Linked DNA regions of Mus musculus: regions 1, 2, 4, 5, 6 and 7 are each linked to region 3. The links are chromatin contacts, called in public HiChIP or PLAC-seq and promoter capture Hi-C maps. All regions are on one chromosome and are shown on one strand. The core of a region is the stretch at or near the end of the contact, and the rest is flanking DNA. Distances in the headings are between cores, read along the strand shown.

What was found. Promoter capture Hi-C pulls out the DNA fragments that hold promoters and counts their contacts. HiChIP or PLAC-seq counts read pairs in DNA pulled down with a chosen protein or histone mark.
Region 1: an H3K27ac HiChIP or PLAC-seq map of embryonic stem cells shows a contact between it and region 3, with 5 read pairs. The contact joins the enhancer-like site here to the promoter of Pus1 in region 3. A contact is called at or near these places in 4 of 39 promoter capture datasets (the 3T3-L1 cell line, frontonasal cranial neural crest, maxillary cranial neural crest and 1 more), 2 of 115 datasets of contacts at active chromatin or transcription factors (bone marrow-derived macrophages and embryonic stem cells) and 1 of 9 other capture datasets (liver).
Region 2: an H3K27ac HiChIP or PLAC-seq map of embryonic stem cells shows a contact between it and region 3, with 6 times the contacts expected there. The contact joins the promoter of Lrcol1 here to the promoter of Pus1 in region 3. A contact is called at or near these places in 8 of 39 promoter capture datasets (the 3T3-L1 cell line, cranial neural crest, embryonic stem cells and 2 more), 3 of 484 Hi-C or Micro-C datasets (the Ba/F3 cell line and embryonic stem cells), 6 of 115 datasets of contacts at active chromatin or transcription factors (bone marrow-derived macrophages, embryonic stem cells and large pre-B cells) and 1 of 9 other capture datasets (adipose tissue).
Region 4: an H3K4me3 HiChIP or PLAC-seq map of embryonic limb bud shows a contact between it and region 3, with 2.9 times the contacts expected there. The contact joins the enhancer-like site here to the promoter of Pus1 in region 3. A contact is called at or near these places in 16 of 39 promoter capture datasets (the 3T3-L1 cell line, 3T3-L1-derived adipocytes, the C10 cell line and 10 more), 1 of 484 Hi-C or Micro-C datasets (muscle stem cells), 14 of 115 datasets of contacts at active chromatin or transcription factors (the NIH/3T3 cell line, embryonic basal ganglia, embryonic forebrain and 11 more) and 4 of 9 other capture datasets (adipose tissue, embryonic stem cells, liver and 1 more).
Region 5: a contact with region 3 is called in a promoter capture Hi-C map of cranial neural crest. The contact joins the enhancer-like site here to the promoter of Pus1 in region 3. A contact is called at or near these places in 3 of 39 promoter capture datasets (the C10 cell line, cranial neural crest and pre-B cells), 3 of 115 datasets of contacts at active chromatin or transcription factors (bone marrow-derived macrophages, embryonic stem cells and memory CD8 T cells) and 2 of 9 other capture datasets (adipose tissue and liver).
Region 6: an H3K4me3 HiChIP or PLAC-seq map of the SCID.adh cell line shows a contact between it and region 3, with 5 times the contacts expected there. The contact joins the enhancer-like site here to the promoter of Pus1 in region 3. A contact is called at or near these places in 10 of 39 promoter capture datasets (the 3T3-L1 cell line, the C10 cell line, cranial neural crest and 6 more), 12 of 115 datasets of contacts at active chromatin or transcription factors (the SCID.adh cell line, craniofacial prominence, embryonic basal ganglia and 9 more) and 4 of 9 other capture datasets (adipose tissue, embryonic stem cells, liver and 1 more).
Region 7: a promoter capture Hi-C map of the C10 cell line shows a contact between it and region 3, with 4 times the contacts expected there. The contact joins the enhancer-like site here to the promoter of Pus1 in region 3. A contact is called at or near these places in 4 of 39 promoter capture datasets (the C10 cell line, cranial neural crest and hippocampal neurons), 6 of 115 datasets of contacts at active chromatin or transcription factors (bone marrow-derived macrophages, embryonic stem cells, memory CD8 T cells and 2 more) and 2 of 9 other capture datasets (adipose tissue and liver).

Annotation. Positions count from the first base shown.
Region 1 is chr5:111,125,872-111,128,571 of GRCm38.p6, reverse strand. All of the region lies in intron 5 of Ttc28 (tetratricopeptide repeat domain 28), which reads right to left. Among named protein-coding and RNA genes, the nearest start is that of Gm35628, 110 kb to the left of the region's middle. Within about 2 kb of position 1,386, at least 20 of the 459 cell types and tissues checked have an H3K27ac peak or open chromatin away from gene starts, as enhancers often do. A contact at or near this core is called in bone marrow-derived macrophages and embryonic stem cells, where this site is marked.
Region 2 is chr5:110,343,364-110,346,063 of GRCm38.p6, reverse strand. It overlaps Lrcol1 (leucine rich colipase-like 1), which reads right to left and starts at 1,334. Exons shown (of 6, transcript NM_001310709.1): 1 at 1,235-1,334.
Region 3 is chr5:110,779,263-110,781,962 of GRCm38.p6, reverse strand. It overlaps Pus1 (pseudouridine synthase 1), which reads left to right and starts at 1,367. Exons shown (of 6, transcript NM_019700.4): 1 at 1,367-1,723; 2 at 2,066-2,276. The coding sequence starts at 1,644. It overlaps Gm26515 (a long non-coding RNA gene), which reads right to left and starts at 2,070. Exons shown (of 2, transcript XR_389515.4): 1 at 1,808-2,070; 2 at 899-1,457.
Region 4 is chr5:111,213,695-111,216,394 of GRCm38.p6, reverse strand. All of the region lies in intron 6 of Ttc28 (tetratricopeptide repeat domain 28), which reads right to left. Among named protein-coding and RNA genes, the nearest start is that of Gm35628, 20 kb to the left of the region's middle. Within about 2 kb of position 1,269, at least 32 of the 459 cell types and tissues checked have an H3K27ac peak or open chromatin away from gene starts, as enhancers often do. A contact at or near this core is called in embryonic limb bud, forebrain, muscle stem cells and 1 more, where this site is marked.
Region 5 is chr5:111,153,402-111,156,101 of GRCm38.p6, reverse strand. All of the region lies in intron 5 of Ttc28 (tetratricopeptide repeat domain 28), which reads right to left. Among named protein-coding and RNA genes, the nearest start is that of Gm35628, 80 kb to the left of the region's middle. Within about 2 kb of position 1,376, at least 65 of the 459 cell types and tissues checked have an H3K27ac peak or open chromatin away from gene starts, as enhancers often do. A contact at or near this core is called in adipose tissue, where this site is marked.
Region 6 is chr5:111,229,915-111,232,614 of GRCm38.p6, reverse strand. Ttc28 (tetratricopeptide repeat domain 28) reads right to left here. Exons shown (of 23, transcript NM_001267622.1): 10 at 1,436-1,565. Gm35628 (a long non-coding RNA gene) reads left to right here. Exons shown (of 3, transcript XR_389516.2): 3 at 1-149. Among named protein-coding and RNA genes, the nearest start is that of Gm35628, 3.6 kb to the left of the region's middle. Within about 2 kb of position 1,329, at least 14 of the 459 cell types and tissues checked have an H3K27ac peak or open chromatin away from gene starts, as enhancers often do. A contact at or near this core is called in the SCID.adh cell line and pancreatic islet, where this site is marked.
Region 7 is chr5:111,178,513-111,181,212 of GRCm38.p6, reverse strand. The region is part of intron 5 of Ttc28 (tetratricopeptide repeat domain 28); the gene reads right to left. Among named protein-coding and RNA genes, the nearest start is that of Gm35628, 55 kb to the left of the region's middle. Within about 2 kb of position 1,267, at least 169 of the 459 cell types and tissues checked have an H3K27ac peak or open chromatin away from gene starts, as enhancers often do. A contact at or near this core is called in adipose tissue, bone marrow-derived macrophages, liver and 1 more, where this site is marked.

The DNA of each region.
Region 1 (2,700 bases), core at 137-2,636, 350 kb before region 3:
AAATGTGCACAACCATGTTTACTGTGCACGATCACGATGACTCTTCTCTGCTTTCTCACAGAGGACTTTGCAGGGGCCTCCCATCCTGCTGGATCCTCTGAGCCCCTCATGGCCACGGAGGAGAGGGGGTGACTGCACCTGCCTTACCGGCCTAGGCTTATTCAGACTGTTCATTTTTCCCAGTGACAATCACCTCTGTCAAGTCATAGTTCTTGAGCCCCTACTGTGTGCAAAGCTATGTAGTAATTGCGAGGGACACAGTATAGGCCTAAGGACACAAAAGCTGTCATGACAGGATGGCATTCTAGTAGGATGCAGACCACTAGCTCGATCAACGGAGGGGCCCAGTGCTGTGAGGAGTTGCAGTGAGGACGGTGCCTGGCAGTCATCTGCCCTGGCTCACTGACAAGCTCAGCTCCTACAGTCTCACAAGCCACATCCCACGGTATGGTTGTTATTCTTCAGGTAGTAGAAAGGTATTTTCATAAGATTGTTTTTCTCTTTGTAACAGGTCTTGCTATGCAGCTCAGGCTAGCCTGGAATTTTCTATGTAGCCCAGGCTACTGTCAAATTCCCTTGCCTCAGCCTCCAGAGTACTAACATTATAGGCGTGGCCATCATGCCCAACTATTTCAGTGGTCTTGAAAGTATAACAACGTAAAAACAGAATTCTAGGCCTTTAGGCCCAGGCTTGGGAATGTGGCCTTTGTAAAGGTATGCTAATCATAAAAGAGATAGCGACATTCCTCTCCCCACCCGCTTCCTGGGTTCAAAGAGTGCTCATTCAAAGAAAGTCACCCTGGCCATTACCAGAACCTGCAATGCAAATGTGCTATTGTTAGGGGCTCTTAGAAGCTGTCTTGAAAGTTAACAATTACCAGGTATTCCTTGTGACTCTTGTAACTTTACACTTCCTTGTGACTCTTAACTGGTATCTTTGGTATCTTCCAACAAAGCCCTCCCCACTTCCTTGAGTTGTGGTTTCTTCCTTTAAATACCCCCTTATCCAGCTACTCGGCGCGCCACAGTCCTCTACCCCTGTGTGGTGTATGACCGTGGGCCCGAGAGCGCTCTTGAATAAAAATCCTCTTGCAATTTGCAACAAGACCGTTTTCTCGTTGGTGATTTTGGGGTGTCGCCTCTCCTGAGTCAGAACGTGGGGGAGTCCTCACGTTGTGGGTCTTTCATTCTTGAACAACGTACTCTTTCCGCCGACATGCTATTGCAAGTAGACTTTTCTAACTGATGTTAATATGCAGTCCACATAAAGATAATTCAGATATCTGAGCAGCCCTTGGCTCATCTCTCCCTTCTGACCTGGAGCTCCATGAATGCCTACAGAGAGGAGCCTACTAAGCTCAGTGCTTAACCTCAGCTATCACACGCCCACTAGGCCCACAGAAGCCCTTTACCATTAAGGGCTAGGTACGGTAGAGCACTGCCCAGCCCTGCACAGTCCTGGGTCCCATCCCTAAAAGCATGCCACACAGAAGAAGGGGAGGAAAGGGGAGGAGAGAGGGATTAATCAAGAACTCTTTATCCCTGCTCTCTGAGCCCAGGCCACGAGACCCTGGGTCAGTTGATCCTTAAGGGCTTTTGTGATTTAATGCTTTAAGAGTCTGTTTCAGAGACATTTGACAGGGAGCTGGAACAATGTAACGGTGGGCAAAGGCTCTTGATGCTCTGGCAGAGGGCCTTGACTGGATTCCTAGCACCCAGCACCCAGCACCCAGCTCACAGCAGCCTGCAGCTCCAGGTGATCCAAAGGCTCTTCTGGCCTCCACAGGTACACACACACACGCATATAAACACATATGCACACACATGTATACACAGATATACACAGGCATACGCACAGAGATATACATACACATACATATATACACACACATACACATATAAACACATATACACACACATACACACATATACACAAGCATACACACAGAGATATACATGCACACACATATATACACACATAGACATACACGCACATATACACAGACACACACACAGACAGAAAGACACACACATTTACACACATACACATGCATACACATATACACACGCATGCATACACACACATTATACACATACAGATACAGACATATACACACAGATATACACCCATACATACACACAGACACAAATACAGAGAGACACATATGCACACAGACACACATACATATACAGACACATAAACATACATACATGTGTATATATACATGTATATATTATACACACAGAGATAAACACACAGAAATACATACACATAGACACTCACATACACAGACACACATACAGACAGAAAGACACACACATATGCATATATATGCATACACATATACACATGCACATATACACACATATTCACTAACCACATAAATACACACAAAAAAAAATAATAAAAGTTTTCAAAAGAAACATTTGACAGGAGACTCCCGTCTGAACTGACATGATACAGGATCAACACAGATGTTGTGAAGAGCAGACGGAAGAGCTTGGCACTTTAGACATGCGGTCCCCACCACCACCCTCACCCCACTGTCTCTGCAACTCGATAACAAGGACGAGGAGACCAGGAAGACTTGGAAACAAGGTCTGGGCTAATGTCCAGCCAACCGCTGTGCTTCCAGGCAGGGTGGAGACCAGGGTCATCAGTCCACAGAGAAGCCCTGCGGCTTCAACAGCTACATCCAT
Region 2 (2,700 bases), core at 85-2,584, 440 kb after region 3:
TGCCTTTGTTTTTTAAATTTTTGTTTATTTTTATTTTTATAGATGTGTTTGTTTTGCCTGCACCACATACATGCCCGAAACTAGAGCTATATATAAGTGATTGTGAGCCACCATGTGGATGCTGGGAACTAAACCGGGTTCTCTAGAAAAGCAGTAAGTGCTGCTAGCTGCTGAGCCAGTTCTCTGTCCTCAGCTCCCCTGGCTTTTATTTACTTTTCCAATTCAAGACCAATTGTACTTCTCATTGGTAATGGGAGACACCCTGAGTTCCCCATGCTGACCACGGACCTCCTTCTTCTCCTTTTCCCAGTCACTGCCTGTGGTTGACTGTACCAGCCGCAGGAATGGGACCGATTGCTAAGGGTGGAAAGAATCTACTCTTGTTTCCTTCACAGCAAGTCAAAGGTCCTAGATGCCCCTTGCCACCAGGAACTCAAGGGCACATAGCACTGTCCCAGTCAAAGGAGCAGATCCACAGCTATTGTACAAACTCAGCCAGTGTTCTTTCCATATAGCTAAATAGGCTTCATATGTCATCAATTGAGCCACAACCTGAACGCTTTTGAATTTCAAACTTGCCGTGTTCTTCTTGTGTTTGAAACCAGGAAGCGATTTTTGTTTTTAAGCCGCAACCTTCCCTTTAAGTCCTGACAAGGTCCTGTTTCCAAGTTGGACAGGATATACCTCACACAGCCCAAGAGCACTCTGCTATTGCCCATGAGAAGCCCAGTATAAAAGGGTCACAGATCACCACTGTTCATAAAGGACTACTGCACAGGAAAGCCCTGAGCGCACCGTGTTAAATAAATCAGCTAGTCACAAAAGGCCAAATACTGTTGAACGCCACTTACATAAGGGCCTGGGAATCATCAGGTCCACGGAGACAGATGGAAGAGTGGTGTCAGGGCCTAGAAAGGCACTGTTTAATGGGAAGATGTGCTCTGTTGGGCACGGAGGGCTATTGAGATCAGGCTACACCCTTCTCTAAGTTATTTCATATTGTACAAAGCAGGAGTTTTCCAGGGTGTGCACCGTCTCAGAAGAAGCCATTTTACAATGAACTTTTCACTCTGTTTTGAGGGGAAAGAGGGATGATTGCAACCGCTGGGTAGACCCAGAAACTAGACTATCTTTCTCCTGTTTCCTGCCAGGTACCACAGGACAGGAACAATCTGAGTTATTCCTGGGAGTAGAAAGGTAGTTTTTGGAACTGCTGAGTTCCCAGTGGCCCTACCTCCTTGCCTCAGGTCCACTTGCTCCTCTGTGCAGCGAGAGCAGCCAAACTGCAGTTTCCAAGCAGACGTCAGCCTTGAAGTAGAGGGTTACAGGTTAGCCAAGGGTACTTGGCCTCAAGTCTCTGAGCAGTAACTCAACTCCACTCCACTTCCTGCCCCGCCCTCTGCACAGAATGTAGAGATTCCGTGGACATGGCCTCCCACCATACTTTACCTGCTTTCCTGCTTTTTGCTTCTGTTCCAAATCAAGACCAGCTACCAATAGCCAAACAAACCCCTACCCAGCAGTGTAGGACACCCACTCTTTGTGCCCCCTCCCCACTGTCCTCCCCACCCCCCACCCCGCCCTAGGACCACAACTCCTTAGGCACCCAGAGTTCCCTTTCTCCACTCCTAAGTCAGGTGCTCATGTCTGGTGCTGACTCTGCCCCCTGATAATAGTCTCAGTTTGTTCTCATTTATCAATCCTTCTGTCTGTTCTATAGTGTGTGGGCTGTTCGTTCACTTGAGATTTTTGCCCCTGGGTGGGGGGCGTGGAGACTTAACCCAGGGCCTCACAAGTACTAGACAAGTGTTCCACCACCTAGCTCCAGCAGCTCTCCTTGTTAGCTCTTTAATGATTGACTAGGACTGACTACTTACAATCCTCCTGTCTCCACCTCTCAAGTGGTGGGATTACTGGTTTTGTATAAGCATGCTCAGCCTCAGGCAAATTAAAGCAGGACTTTTCTAAGAAAGAAGGACTCACAAAGAATGGCACCAGGATCCATGAAGGTCCTTGGTGGAAAACAGGAAGGATGTGATCAGCTTGGTGATTTCGGGTGGGGAGGTCCTGTCTGGAAGGGATCTGGACAACTGGCGTCTGAGATGGGCCAAGACCCAGTCTTTTGTTACAAAATATTCCCTAAAATTATGCATTCAGTTGTTCTAAATTAGATTGCCGTTGCTCCCTAGGCACTGGTCAGATTTAATCAAACAGTTCAAATATGCAATTTAGCTGTACTATTAGCAACAGCAAAGAGATGTCCAGGTTTGCCAAGGATGGATTTGCTCTGGTCTTACTTTGAAGTATTAGCAAAGATGTGGGTGGATCTTGAAAACACGATAAAGCCAGACGTAGGTATCGTATTTCAAATAAAAACCTTTTTGAGACATGAAGACTACTGTGGGAACAGGAATGGCGGCTTTATGGACAGGGGTTTGTTCTGAGGTGGGAGAACGGGTTTTGTGTTGTCCAATGAAGGGGACTGCACAACGTACAGCAGCATGTACTACACTCATTGGGTTGTTCATACGCTAAATGCATTTTATTTCCATAAAAGACAGCTTAAAATCATCTCGCTGAGACATATTAAGATGTTTGGTATTTGCTTCAAATAACCTGGGCGCAGGAGAGACCTGATCAGTTACCAGCAAACAATTTCGGTTTGCAAGGGGTGTGGGGGGGTTGGAGGGGGAAGCGGAA
Region 3 (2,700 bases), core at 118-2,617:
TTCAGCACAGGCAGTTCCTTCTTCCTGTTAGCCCTTCTTCCCCAGGTCCCTTTGTGAGGCTTTGCCTCCCAACGCCCAGTGGGATCCCAATTGAATAGGGATCACAGCCAAGACCCATAAGGCTACTGATTCCTGGTTTTGTTTCTACTACTTTCTGTTACCAGACATCCCTGTGGTTTCCCTAACTGTAGACTCCAGAAGTGTCAATGCTGGCCCCTATTACTCTACCTATAGGAAGGAGCAGGTTCTGAGCTAGGTTGGCCACACTGTGGCACACTGCTGCCCCTGGGCCTTTGCACTGGTCCCTAGTCCCCTTGGATTATGTTTTTCCCCCTGCATACACATGAGGCTCCCTATCCCATTTCAAGCTGTGGTCACCTCAAGTCATGGTCCTCAGAAGTGTCCAGCCCAGTTCCCCAAGTCTCCGTGTGTGGCTTTAAACCTAATGAAGCCAAGAGTCTGAGCAGGGGAGTATCCCGGGTCAGCCAGATGGGTGTAGGAAGGACGAGCGGCTGCAAGGATGGAAGCAGGGATTGGCAAAACTCCTCATCTCTGGAAGAGTGACAAAGGTACATACATTCTCAAAGGTGAGAATGCTCAGGGTGAATCAGACAGCCTGAAAATGGGGGGAATGAAGTCACAGAGAAGGAACTGGGGCTTAGGTGCCCATGGCTGCATGTCCAGGTTTCATGTTGTTTGTGCATCACTCTTTGGCAAAATTAGAAAAATAAGAGTAACGTGTGAAGTCAGATGTGGTGACTCACATTTGTAATCCCAGCTCTTGGGAGGCTGAGGCTGGAGGGTTGCCAAAAGTTGGAGGACAGGAGCTGTGTATGGTGGTACACACCTTTAATCCCAGCATCTGGGAGGATATATACGAGAGAGATTTCCAGGCGGGTCAGGGCTACATAATGAGAAGGTTTTATGTCATTAAACACAACAGCGTCCGGAAATTGGAGCAGCTTCTGGAAATAACAAATGCTGGGAAACTTGATGGTCCACACACCACAAAGCCAGTGGTGTAACTGCGAGAGCATCTGTGACCTCCCAATGCCAGGGTTGGTGCCATGGGCCAGGCAAGGGCCTGCTCAGTAGCACTGAGTCGGTGCTGGGACTATCTATGCATCTGCAGTTATTACCTGCTGAGTGGCTCCCTGGTGCATTCCTAACCTGCACATTTTAATGAGGTTGTTTCACTTTTCAAGCCACGCCGACGTAGAGCCTTTCCCCTCTCTGGAAAACGGCATCTAGACTGGCTTGGATCCTGGTGGGAAGCCCCACCCACTGGGTCCACCCCGCTAGGCGCGTCCCAGAAAGACTTTTGTCCGCCTTCGGCCGCCTTCCAACGTTGCCCGCTTCCGCCTTCGTGCACGTGGTCAGCTTCGGGGGTTCCGCGGCGCCGTGAGTGGGTCCGGCGGGACTTTCCTCCCTCCTCGAGCGCGCCGGCTGCGCGATCTCTAAGGACGGGGTGGTGGTGTTGGATGGGGGTGGGCAGGGGCTGCGGGGGTCACAGGTCAGCCTAGGATCTGGGGCGCCGCAGGGTCAGAGCCAAGACATCTGGAAGACAGGGCAGGGATTTCGGGGCTGCAGAGTTCGGAGGGGATCGCTGAGGTCCGGGGTCGGTGCCCGCCACCCCGCAGCGCATGGGCTTCCCCCGCCTGTGGGCCGCACTGCTGAGAAACTGGGGACGGTGGACGGCGCGCCCAGGCCCGCGCGTGCCCGGGTAAAGACTTCCGCGACCTCTGTACTGAGACCTCTGTACTGAGAACCCAAGACTGTCCTGAGCTGTCTGCCTCTCCTTGCTTACCTGTGTCTTGTTTCCATCGCTGCCTTGTACTGCCCCGCCAGAGCACTGCCTCCCTGTGTGTCCAGTTCAAACTCCGCCCGAGTTGCCGCTGTTGTCCAACCTCAGTCACTCTTGTCATTGATGAACCAGGCTGGTTGGTTTGTCTTTGGGCAAGGTCTTTCAGAGACCGCTGAGGCAGGCAGAGCAGGGTTCTGTTTTTTTTTTTTTTTTTTTTAAACCGCTTTTACCACCTTGGTCACTCATGCCTGTTTTTCTCAGCCTGCCGCCTATGGCTGGAAACAAGGTGCCACCAGCGCTGGCCTCACACCAACCGGACAGGAAGGGCCGAGGTGGCTGGGTCTGGGAGGAGACGGAGCATCCTGCAAAGAGGGTCAAGGGCGGCGAGGATGAAGAGCCCCCACGCAAGCTGCCAAAGCGAAAAATTGTGCTGCTCATGGCCTACTCGGGCAAGGGCTACCACGGCATGCAGGTGAGGAGGGCTGCGGCTAGAAGCCCCTACCTGAGGCAGCCCTTGGTTCCCTGATGCTACTCAGAGCCAGGCCCATCCCAGGAAACAGTAAAAAAAAAAACAAAAACAAGCAAAACAAAAACCAAAAATCCACAGAATCCTCCGTAAGAGGTTTGGGTGGTTTTCTTCCACTATGGGAGCTGATTCACATGTGACCTTGGGAGCAGTGAGTCTTCATTGTTAGGGTGCTGCCTGCACAGTACCTGGGGAACTGTGTGACATGGGCAGATTTACTGAATGTGGGGACCAGATTGCTGCCAGGTGCTACCTGTTCAGCATCCTGAGGGGCCAGGGGCAAGCTAGGTTCTCTCTCTTATGAAAGCATCCTTCCCACCCCCAGTGTGGGTAGAATCTTGTTCATTCTTGTCACCTCTGCTGTTGACAT
Region 4 (2,700 bases), core at 20-2,519, 430 kb before region 3:
ATCCTTTACGGGATAAGACAATTTGCAGACAACTGGGCAATGGTCCCTTTACGCCCACTGAGCCCAGCTTTAGGTATCAAGCTGTCGGTCTGCACTTGGGGGCAAGAATAAATAAGACGGGGGATTCTTGGGTGGGAAAAGCCCCCGCAGTTCCCAATGCAGAAAGAATGAATCGTGAGCTGGCTCGCCCCACCCACCAACCCTTTCCAGAAGAACACACAGCAGTGGCAACTCTCCTCTCAGTCAGCAGGCAAGCAGCCACCGCCCAAGTCCTGCGCACCCTGGAGGGACCTCAGTGGTTGCCCTAAAGGTCTTTCCTCCGCGGAGCCCACCTCACCCTCTCTACCTCTGCGTCATCCCTAGTAGGGACGCACTGTCATCAATCATTCATTTTCCAGATGGAGAAAGTGAAGTCACAAGAAGGGAGTGGCCTAGCTGAAGTCCGACAGCTGGTTACTGTTAGTCCGGACCTGTTTCCCATCTCACCTCCCCGGAGTCAGGCTCTGCCAGCCCTCTGGAGTGAGGAACACCTGGATTTATTAGGCTCCGTTAGCTCTGACATAAACTGCTGAGCAACCTTTAAATGTGAACACTCACTGTGTTACCACAGTGCATGCCACGAGTAGAGGGTCACTGTGACAACCCGGGGTGACAGGTGTAGGAATACCCACCCATCCCCACTGTGTGGGTGAACTCACTCCAAAGCTGCCAAAGGTTTTTCTGCATCAAAGAAAAAAAGAGAGAGAGAGAATGCTTTCACCTTGTACTTTGGTAACACAAAACATACAGATGGCCACGGAGCAGGTTTGCATCAAGAGATCTGTATTTCTTTGATGATTGGCCTCTTATCTGCAGTCGATTTTACAGGACTGCTTTTGAGAGAGGATTATCACCAGTCATTAATAAGACACATCAACTGGCTTAGTGGTGATTTAAAAAAAATCATTAATAAAATTTATTCAGTATAGAAATATGTTCGTAACTAATTCAGAGATACCTCATCCATTAAACAAAAAAAAAAATATTGTTGCACAGCTCATTACAAGAGGCTGGGGGAAGAGACAAAGGCTGAGTTTTCTCTTACAAGGCATTTGCATAAATTAGTTGGGGAAAGCCTCCTCCACTGAGGGTTTTGCACTGCACAAACCCCATGTATGACGATCCTGAGAGGATCTGGGAGGCAGAAATTAGAGAGCGGCGAAGTGGCTGTGTGCACTATTACAGGAAGACACAACACCCACGAGGCACAACAACGATGCTAAGCAGCTTGTGCTGGTGCAGGGGAGATGCAGGGAAGGCAGGCTGACTGACTGCAGCACCGCACCGCACCGGGTGGGCGGGCGGGTGGGTGGCTCCTAATTGGCTAGAGTCTCCCAGTTCCTAGAAAGAGCCTCCAACTCTGAGGACAGGTCTGAGCTGAGTAAGCCATGGGGACCTAGTGTGTCCTCCAAGGGGCAAGCAGCTTCTCCTCAAGGCAACCGTCACAGGGCCTGTCACTCCGACGGACCAGAGTCACAAGCGTAGCTTTGCAGGGGCTGGCATAACCCCCGGGTGATGGCTCACTGAGGGTAGAGTAGAAATAGACATTGGGTTTCAAAGACTCAGCCGGAGGCTAGGAGTGTAGAGTGTCTTTAATCATCATATTGATTACGTTAGGATGCTGCTTTTGATATATGTAGTTAATAAAACATCACCAGTTTCACTCCATTTTACCTTTAAAACTTCAGCTACTAACAAAGATATAAGTGACTTGCAAGGCTCAGCTGCTCATTGTTTCCCTCAGCACTATGAGCTGAGGAAGGAGCCACACCCTCCTCTTCCACCTCCTCCTCTTCCTCCTCTTCCTTTCCCTCCTCTAGCCCTGAGTCTGGCCCACATCAGAACCTGTGCCAGCCTTTGCAGCACTAACCTGAATTCCCAGGGTTTGGCTCTCTAGGGCCAGATCCTTTGCCTACTCAAAAGTCTCACAAAGAAATGGGTTGATGGGAATTATTTCGGTTGACCTGCCATTCTAACAAACTACTTGATCTCAGAAAACCTCAATCTGCCCAGCTAGGTGGCTAAGGAGAAAGACTCAACCATACTCAAGGGACTGGCCTTGTGTTACCTGTCCTCAGTCACGAGGAGGAGTACAAGAGCTGTGTGATCAAAAGGGCTGAGCTGAGTGTGGGGAGGGGGAAGGAACAGAGGCTAAGAGATTACAAAGCAAGGTCCGTGTGCCTGGACAGCCTGATCTGCTGGGCTGAGAAGCACGACAGGATCTGTGGGCTGGCACTGGTGATCCAAGCATGACCAGGCCCCCTCTGCAATCCTTTCTCATTCCAGCATGTTCTCTGACGCGTGGAAGGCACAGTGACTCGGTGGGTGAAGGGCTCTCATGGCTCCTGGTTCTAGTATTTCTCGGCTGTGTGAGCCCAGGCAAGCTGTTGAATCTCAAACTTTATTTTCATTGTTTGTAAACTGTGGCTATCATGGCCCCTGTAAGGCAGTGGGAAGATGAGGTGCATGCGGTTCCCCTGGGGGCACCCAGCACCTCTCACTTTGGTGGAAATGACTCCTGCACATGGGGATGCTAGCACTTCCAGTGGCCCGCTCTGTGGGTCCCTGTGATAGTGATGGTGTGCTAGTGAGGGATGCAGACAGAAGTTCCTTTCAGCCTAATGTCAATGAGGACCCTTGGGTACCTTGCTTCCACATCAA
Region 5 (2,700 bases), core at 127-2,626, 370 kb before region 3:
GTGCCATACTCTAAACTCCAAAACGGAAACTGCAGAGAGATAGCTTTCTAAATGGATACAGTTAAGTTTCTAAGAATCTTACAAAACTCGATGTGAGGAAGAAATGGAGCCTGATGGTAAAGCACACATGGGTCGCTCCCGTCAGACTGACTGCCACCTCACGAATGGTACACACAACATTCCATCATTATTTCCTTTAGACTGGAGTGATGCCTCTCCATACACAGCCACACCTCAGGCCACAGCCCAAAGCCACCTGCCAGCAGAGTGGGCGGTCACAGCCATGTGGTGTATATGCACATCCACGAGGCCTGCAATTCCACTTTTCTTCCAGCTCCACTGATCCTTGGAGTACCCAAGTTCCCTCACACATCCAGGGTTCTATGAGCCTGAGTTTGCAATCCCTGCCCAGGAATTTGTTCTCTAACCTGAAGAGCGTGGGTCACATGACTCCATCCTTCCAGTCATGGCTCCATACCCTCAGGGGACCCCAGAAACCCCTGAGCCAGTCAGATGCCTGCGTGGCACAGGACGTGCCAAGACAGACCTGCCCAGGGGCTATTCCCACACAACACCAATGTTTGGGGGCCCAGAGAAGGCCTGGGTGGGGGTTAGCAGAAATGAGATATTTTGCCTTGGAAGTATCCCCTGGACTGCCAGATGGGAGGGGCCTGAGCATAAGTCAAGTGTGAGTTGTCTCCAAGGCAGGGGAGAGCTTCCCAGACTATAAACTATTACACTCTGATGATTCCAGCCCCTGGATTTTAATCTTCCTCAGCTAAGAGAGATGACCTAATAGAAAGTCCAGACTCATTGTTCAACTAAGTACGTGAATTTTTGACAATTAAAAAAAAAATCAAAGGAAGAGAGACATGTATGCCTACGTAAGACACTTGTCCGGTAAAAAATGTAAGCACTTTATGGATGATCAGCATACTGTGTGAGCATCTGTCTACACACAGGTAGATACACTAACATGTCTAGGTTTCCTCTCAACGTGCCTCTCATGCCACAAGGACTGACTGGCAGAGAGAGACACCCAAGTCAATGTCAGTGTAGTATGACAAATGCTTTAATACCGGGACAAGGAAACTCGGGAGATCGGAACCTTCTGGCCTGTGGTTTTGTTGCTGCTAGTTTTGAAATGAAGGCGGGTGTTAGGGGGGAGTTATGCATCCAGAGGTTGAGATGTTAAGCCTGGATGTCTGCACAAGTCAGATGTGCAGCTTGCATCTGTGAGTCCTTGTGGAGTCACAAGACAACCCTCGGCGGGAAGGGCTGATGGCTGAGGATCACAGCTGGGAACAGCTCTGCTCTGTTCCCTTTACAAGTCCCAAGGGACACTGTGGAATGTGAGCAGCGTACACATGGCTGATGGGGGAGCCGTCAAGAGCTCAGTCCTAATAGGCCAAGCACAGTCATTAGGAAAATCCATGGAAACCAGTGTCTAGGAGGAAGGTATTTATTTGTTGTAAAGAATCAAAGTTAAGCATCGGATCGTTTATACATCTAACCACGCAATTACTGAGGCTTGGATAAGGGGGGGAAATGAGTGGGGAATGTGGATTTGTAGGAGACAAAGAGCAACCTATGGGTGATTTAATATTTGCTGCTGACCAGACATCAGGCTTCAGTGGGTGAGCATCTCTGAAGATGGATCTATGGCAGAACTGAGGACAAGAGTCATTCTCTCCAAACCCTGACCTGGGCCACGCAGGCGATGGTCTTGTATCAGACAGAGCTGTGGTGGAGCATGCCTGCCCACGGCTCCTTCTCAGAAGGCTGCTTCTCCCTGTCACCCTTGCTGAGAGCCACAGCTAGCTCTGTGAGTGCCACGGGGGTCCCCCGATATCACAGCTGTGGGACCCAGGCTGGACACTTGCCTGCAGGAGCAGCACATTAACTCAATAAACCATTTCCTACTTTTAGAAGGCAAAACAAGATTTCAAACAGGAAGATTAATCTGTTTTCAGAAATTTAAACTGATGAACAGGAAAAAAAATTAAAAAGGAAGGGACAGATTGAAGCAGAGCTAAAGCTGAGAGAACATATTCAGAGGTGGGAGGGGTGGCCACTGGGCATGGGGTTGGCTAACAGAGCCTACAGCCCTCGGCAGCAGCAGCAGCCTGGGGTGCTGGACAGGAGAGGCCACTGGTCATGCTGGGTCATACTGGAACAGCCATCCAGGGTGCTTGAACCTTCTGAATAAAACCCTTTGCTCTTGACAGGCACCTCAGACATTTCTGTCTCTTCAAATCAAGCTTACTTGAGCACAACCAGGACCCCATGGGCCTGAGTGATCAGTGAGAGGCTGGGGGTGGGGGAATCAGGGATCAACACCAGACAGCAGGCTGGACAAACCCAACAGCACAGCATTGCTAGCTAGAGCGTCTCAATCGGGTTAGGTGGGTTATGCCTTTTGTTTTTAAATTTTAATTTTGAATTACATTGCTAATTTTACTTGTAATTATTAATGCCACATTTAATTTCATCGATAATGTTCTCAGCGTGTGCACTGTGTGAGCATAAGGAAGCTGGAGAGAGACCTTGTGTATCTTTAACCATGGTCAAGCTTATTTTTTGAGGCAGGGTCTCCCAGGGAGTTTATCATTTGGAGTAGAGACTGGCCACCAAACCCCCAGGATTTGCCTACCTTTGCCCCCAAGCACTGGGGCTGGGGGAGGGCTGGGGGGAGGGGTA
Region 6 (2,700 bases), core at 80-2,579, 450 kb before region 3:
GAGTGCGTGCAAACACCCTCCCTTACGCTATTAACTTATTAACTGGAACAGCAGGGATGATTTCTGCACACACTGGAGAATTATCCCCAAAGTGCTGGGCAGACTTAACAGTGTGATCATAATGGCAATAAATGACATCCCAGGCATGATCCCAGCCCATGCATAACAGGAAACCTGAGCATTGATGCATGGGAAGCAAAGGTGGGGAGAAAGGCTTCAAACACCCAACTCAAAGCACGAACACTGTGATGTCTATCTGTCTGTCTTCACTGCCACCCTGGCTGGTTTGGGGATTGCCTAGGAGCCAGCTCTGGGTGTGTCTAGAAGGGTCTTTTAACAGACAAGAGAAAGCCAGCTGAGGGCCAGCATTCATGTCTCTCTGCTTTAGGACTATGGTGTGAGGTGACCAGGGGCCACCAGCTCTCATTGTTATGCCCCCTAAATGTGAACTGCATCCCTAAAAATGAAAAACTCCAATACCCCCTCTGTGATTTTCTTTTCTCCGGTGCTTTTCCAAGAAAGGGCCACTGTGAACACAAAAGCCCAGGGCAGGGTGGCTGTGGATTGATTGCCCTGCTGCCTTTCAATACACAGGCTGGGGGTGCAGTTGGGAAGAGCCCTGACTGTGTGTGGCACAGCCTGGGACATAGGCCCAGAGAGTACAATCAATCAGCAGCAAGAACACATGGCTCAGGAAACAGAAGTGGCCAGTGTCATCTCAGCACATGGCCTGAGTGAGGCTTGAAGTGTTGGTAGAGGGACATCTGGTGCAGGGATCTGTGGGGGAGGGACACCTGGTACAGGAGTCTGTGGCAGAGGGACACATGGTGCAGGGGTCTGTGGTGGAGGGACACCTGGTACAGGAGTCTGTGGCAGAGGGACACATGGTGCAGGGATCTGTGGGGGAGGGACACCTGGTACAGGAGTCTGTGGCAGAGGGACACATGGTGCAGGGGTTTGTGGGGGAGGGACACCTGAAGCAGGGGGTCTATGGGGGAGGGACACCTGAAGCAGGGGGTCTATGGGGGAGGGACACCTGGAACAGGGGTCTGTGGGGGAGGGACACCTGGAACAGGGGTCTGTGGGGGAGGGACACCTGAAGCAGGGGGTCTATGGGGGAGGGACACCTGGAGCAGGGGTCTGTGGGGGAGTGACACCTGCTCTGCTCTCTCAGAATTGGAATTGCTCTGCTGTGGTTAAGCCAATCAAGTCACTCTGGATTCATCAACCTATGTGCATGACATCTGGTGGAGATCAGCTGAGAGCGTGCTCACTGAGCTCATGGGGACTGGCACTTGCCCTCACTGCTCTGCCGATCTTTGCTGAATGAACAAGTGACCATTTAATAGCAGGCTGTGGCCTTATGGTCTGCACTGATTACCGAACCACGGGCTTTGTGTGTACAGGCACACACACGGACGCCAGCTGCTCTCACCTAGGCTGACGAGCACCCGCTGCAAGGCCTGGTAGGATGATGTCTGCAGGTCGAAGAGAGAGAGCTTGTAGTCTGTGCTCAGCTGTGCCTCGTGCCGAATCGTTTCAAACAAGGCCGATGCCCTGTAAAGCTGCAAGGGACAGAACAGAGACTGTCACTCACGTCCACAACCAACACCCAGCAGTTCGGAGATGCAAGACAGCTCTTGCTTATACCCGGGCACACAACCTGAAAGCACCTTTTAAAGGGGTTAAAAGGAAGACTGCCAGGCAGGTCCTTGTGGATCTGAAGAAATCAGTTAACTCAGCCCCAGTTAACTAGAGTTTACGTGACCAATCTTTGACAGATGAGGGAATATGGACGATTAGGACTTGTGGGCTGAAGGACACGTTAAAACCAATTATCAACACAAACAGGAGCTGGTTTGATTAAAGCAATGAAAATCCTCTACTTCTGTTACCAGACAAGAGTAACTGCCCCTCCCCATGCCCCACCCCGGGCCTTGGGCACACTGGAGATGGACCAGGCTGGGCAGTGAGATTGTAAGTGACCCAGTGTCACAGAGCCAATCATAGCCCTCAAGACCAGGCTTTGCTTAGCTCCATGGGGCTGGTTTCTGTTGCACGGACACCTTGAGGCCCAGACAGCTGACATTTCCCTGGGAGACCCTGTCCCTGAAGCTCCACATTTATACAGGCTGGAAGCATGGAGCCAGAACCCTGGAGCAGAAGAGCACACAAGATGCTCCAGACTCTGCCACTCAGCGCTGTCAGACTCTGGCCAGGACACTAAGCCTCAGTTTCCTCTGAAAGCTGTCCTCTCTCTGTCTTCCCGAGGAGTTTGAGGAATAGCTCAGGGAGCAGCAGTACTTTGAAAACTAAGTTGCTGCACTGATATAAACTTCGAGTCTTATACACAGGAAATGACAGCATTAATCCTTTTCATTGCCTTTAATACTTTTTAGAAGAGGATTTTAAATTTTTATTGGTGTGTGTGGGCTGGGTGTGCACTTGCTCACATGTCTGCAGGGGATTGTGGAGGCCAGAAGAGGCTGCTGGGTACCCTATGGGGGAAGTTAGAGGTAAGCTGCCCAGTGTGGATGCTGGGAACTGAACTCAAATCCTCTGGTTTTCCCTGCTGAGCCACATTCAGCCCCAATCTTTAACACTTCTGAGCTCATGGCTCAGCACTCTAACATCCCAGCATGCTGCAGCACAGACCCAGTCCCAGCCTGTGCCCAGGCTGCTCCTCTGGAGACAGGCCTC
Region 7 (2,700 bases), core at 18-2,517, 400 kb before region 3:
GCAGGCTTCCTTTCTATCTGAACCCCACGCTCGAGGCCACTGCTTAGACCCTCACCTGCTATGGCCTGCTGTCCTTGTGGTAGGATGCACAGGCCCCTCCCTGGGAAGCCAGGCAGCACAGGACCAGACACACTGAGCTCAGCTATTCTAGTACTCTACCTCTGGGACTCGTAGCCACTGAATATCTCTGAGCCTTGGTTTCCAGACAGACATTTCTACCTTCCACAGCGACAAGCCGGGAGCTGAGTGTTTTCAAATGTAGCCCCAAGCCCCTGTCAAATGTGTAATCCATAAATAATTCACTAGCTAGCTTCGAAGAATAGATCTGGTTGGAGGCAATGAGCCCTTGAACACTGCACAGACAGATTTATAAGGCTCAGGCAGGCACAGCACCCCAGGTGCCACTGTGCTTGGAAACTTCTGGTTTATGGCAACTCCAAATGAGGGCCCAGAGATGTGCGCTTCTGCTTCTTCGTTTCTGTAAATGCTAGGAAGACGCAGGAGCTGCTTCACTGCAGCTCTCTGGGCACGAGGAGAGGGACAGCCAGGCGCTCCCTCCAGGCTGTGGGGAAGGAGAATGGAATATCAGCCCTTCCCTGCCGGTCTCCCCTTAGTGTGCAGAGCTGCCAGGCAGTACTGCTCGTGGTGATGTCCTACCAGCGCACATCTAGGTAGCACTATGTGATGTTCAGCGCATGCTTCATGGCTCAGCACTGGGCAAAACAAAACACAGACAAACAAACAAAAAATCGAACAAGGCTAAGCACCAGAGTCATTTAACTTCATCTCGTCTTCTGGATTTATAAAATGGTGCTAATAACAACACTGTACACACTTGGAAGGGCTGGGCTGGGATCCAACAGGCTCATGCCCGATCGTGCCAGAGTAAATAATGCAGTGCTCTGTGAACTCACAGCCAAGGTGTGTGGGCACTGATGACCCCAAGCCACTTGGGGCCGGGCTGTTACCAGGCAGCCACTAGGAGCAGCCGCCGTGAACGTCAGTAATCGCAGCCGAACATCTATATTCCTATCAGTTTCGCAGGAAATAAAATCTAGTGTTTTACAGTCCCCGGGCAAATAACATGTGATGGTATTTATCAGCCAAGTGTGTTTGAAATTAATCACTTGTCTTTGTTTCTACTCCTGAAGAATAAGGGTAAATCTGAGACAGTTTCAGGTTATTAAGGGGGGTACGAGGGCCCCCTGCCGCCTGGGAACGCCAGGCCCACTGCACACAGGCACTGTGTCTGTACTGAGGTTTGTGCTGCCTTTGTATATTGACCTCTCTGCAGTTTCTGTGCCAGAAAAGCAGCAGCTGCTTCCCACAGAGGGCACATCTGGGAACATCTGTATTTGAATACTAAAATGCAGCCAGAAAGCATCACTAGCAAACTATCTGGCAGAGGAAGACAATGGCTTTCTCTTTCGATGTGATATAAATGAGTTGTGTTTTTGCCAAAGCACCGCTCCGAGCTACAGGCTCTGGCACTGGGGCCAGCCACCCCGTCACCCTGACAAGCTTCATGAGGCTCAAGCTAGAGCTAGAAATTTATTCACACATCAACCCATTTTCAAGGGTTTTGAGTTTGAGAACTAAAATAAGGTTTAAGCTATCCAAATTAGAACCACACTGGTGACATGAACACTAAACACTGTCCTGACAATGCACACATTTCCTCCTGTCCTTACAGTGTGCATTTTTCATAGTGGTTATAGTTTGCACGGTTACCTAAGGAATATTTGGTGTGCTTACCAATTGATTAATTGCATGTACTTGGGGAGATGGGGATTGTATTTGCAGTTAGTCGCAGAAATATTGATTCTCCCTTTTACTACCTAAGCCCACGTGGGTGAGGTATTCCCTGCGGTTCAGTGCTCATAAACCTGGGGCCTCAGTTAGGTACCAAAGCCCAGGGAAGGAACACAGACACATGGACAGGCTCTGGGATAGGACATAGGGCAGACTGTGAGGCTACAATGCATGCAATCACAGTACACAGAACTCCAGGTACCCCCTCCCCTTGTGAGACATGTATATTAATACTTTGTAAGGCTTGGAAAGCCCAGGTCAGGGTTTGGCTGGTGCTTAAACTTGTAGGTTTTAGTTTCTTTTTATCTCCAACATACTTAGCACATAATTTCAGAGATGTGCTAAGAGGGCCAGGTGACATATCACAAAACCCTGCCACCACAGCTACCAAGACAGCAGAAGCAGCTAAATCCTGACAGGCAGCACCTTTTCCCTCACAAACAGCAGGCAGCACCGTACCCAGATTACCACTCTGCAAATGTCTGCCTGAACAGCTGCCCTTGTTTTAGGGATGGCTACGTCACTTGTCCTGTGGCTGTGACTAAAGAACACCTGACACGCGGAGCTGAAGGGAGGATTAGTTTTGCCTTAAGGTTTGAGGCGATGTGGGTTTGAGGAGAACACCACGGTGAGGGCACAGTGCATCTGGAGTCAAGAAGCAGAGAGCGAGCAGGAAGTGGAGTGAGGCCCGCCCCAGTGACCCGCTTCCTCCAGTCAGGCTCCATTTCCTCAGGCTTTACAGCCTCCCAAATCACAGCCCCGTGGTTCCAGCCCTCGGGTGGCCGGCACACGAGAATTGATTGCTTGAGTTCACAAGGCCTTACCTCCAAACCAAAATAACACAGCCAAAGACTTTCAAACAGTTAATGTTGAAACGGTGGCGTTTGT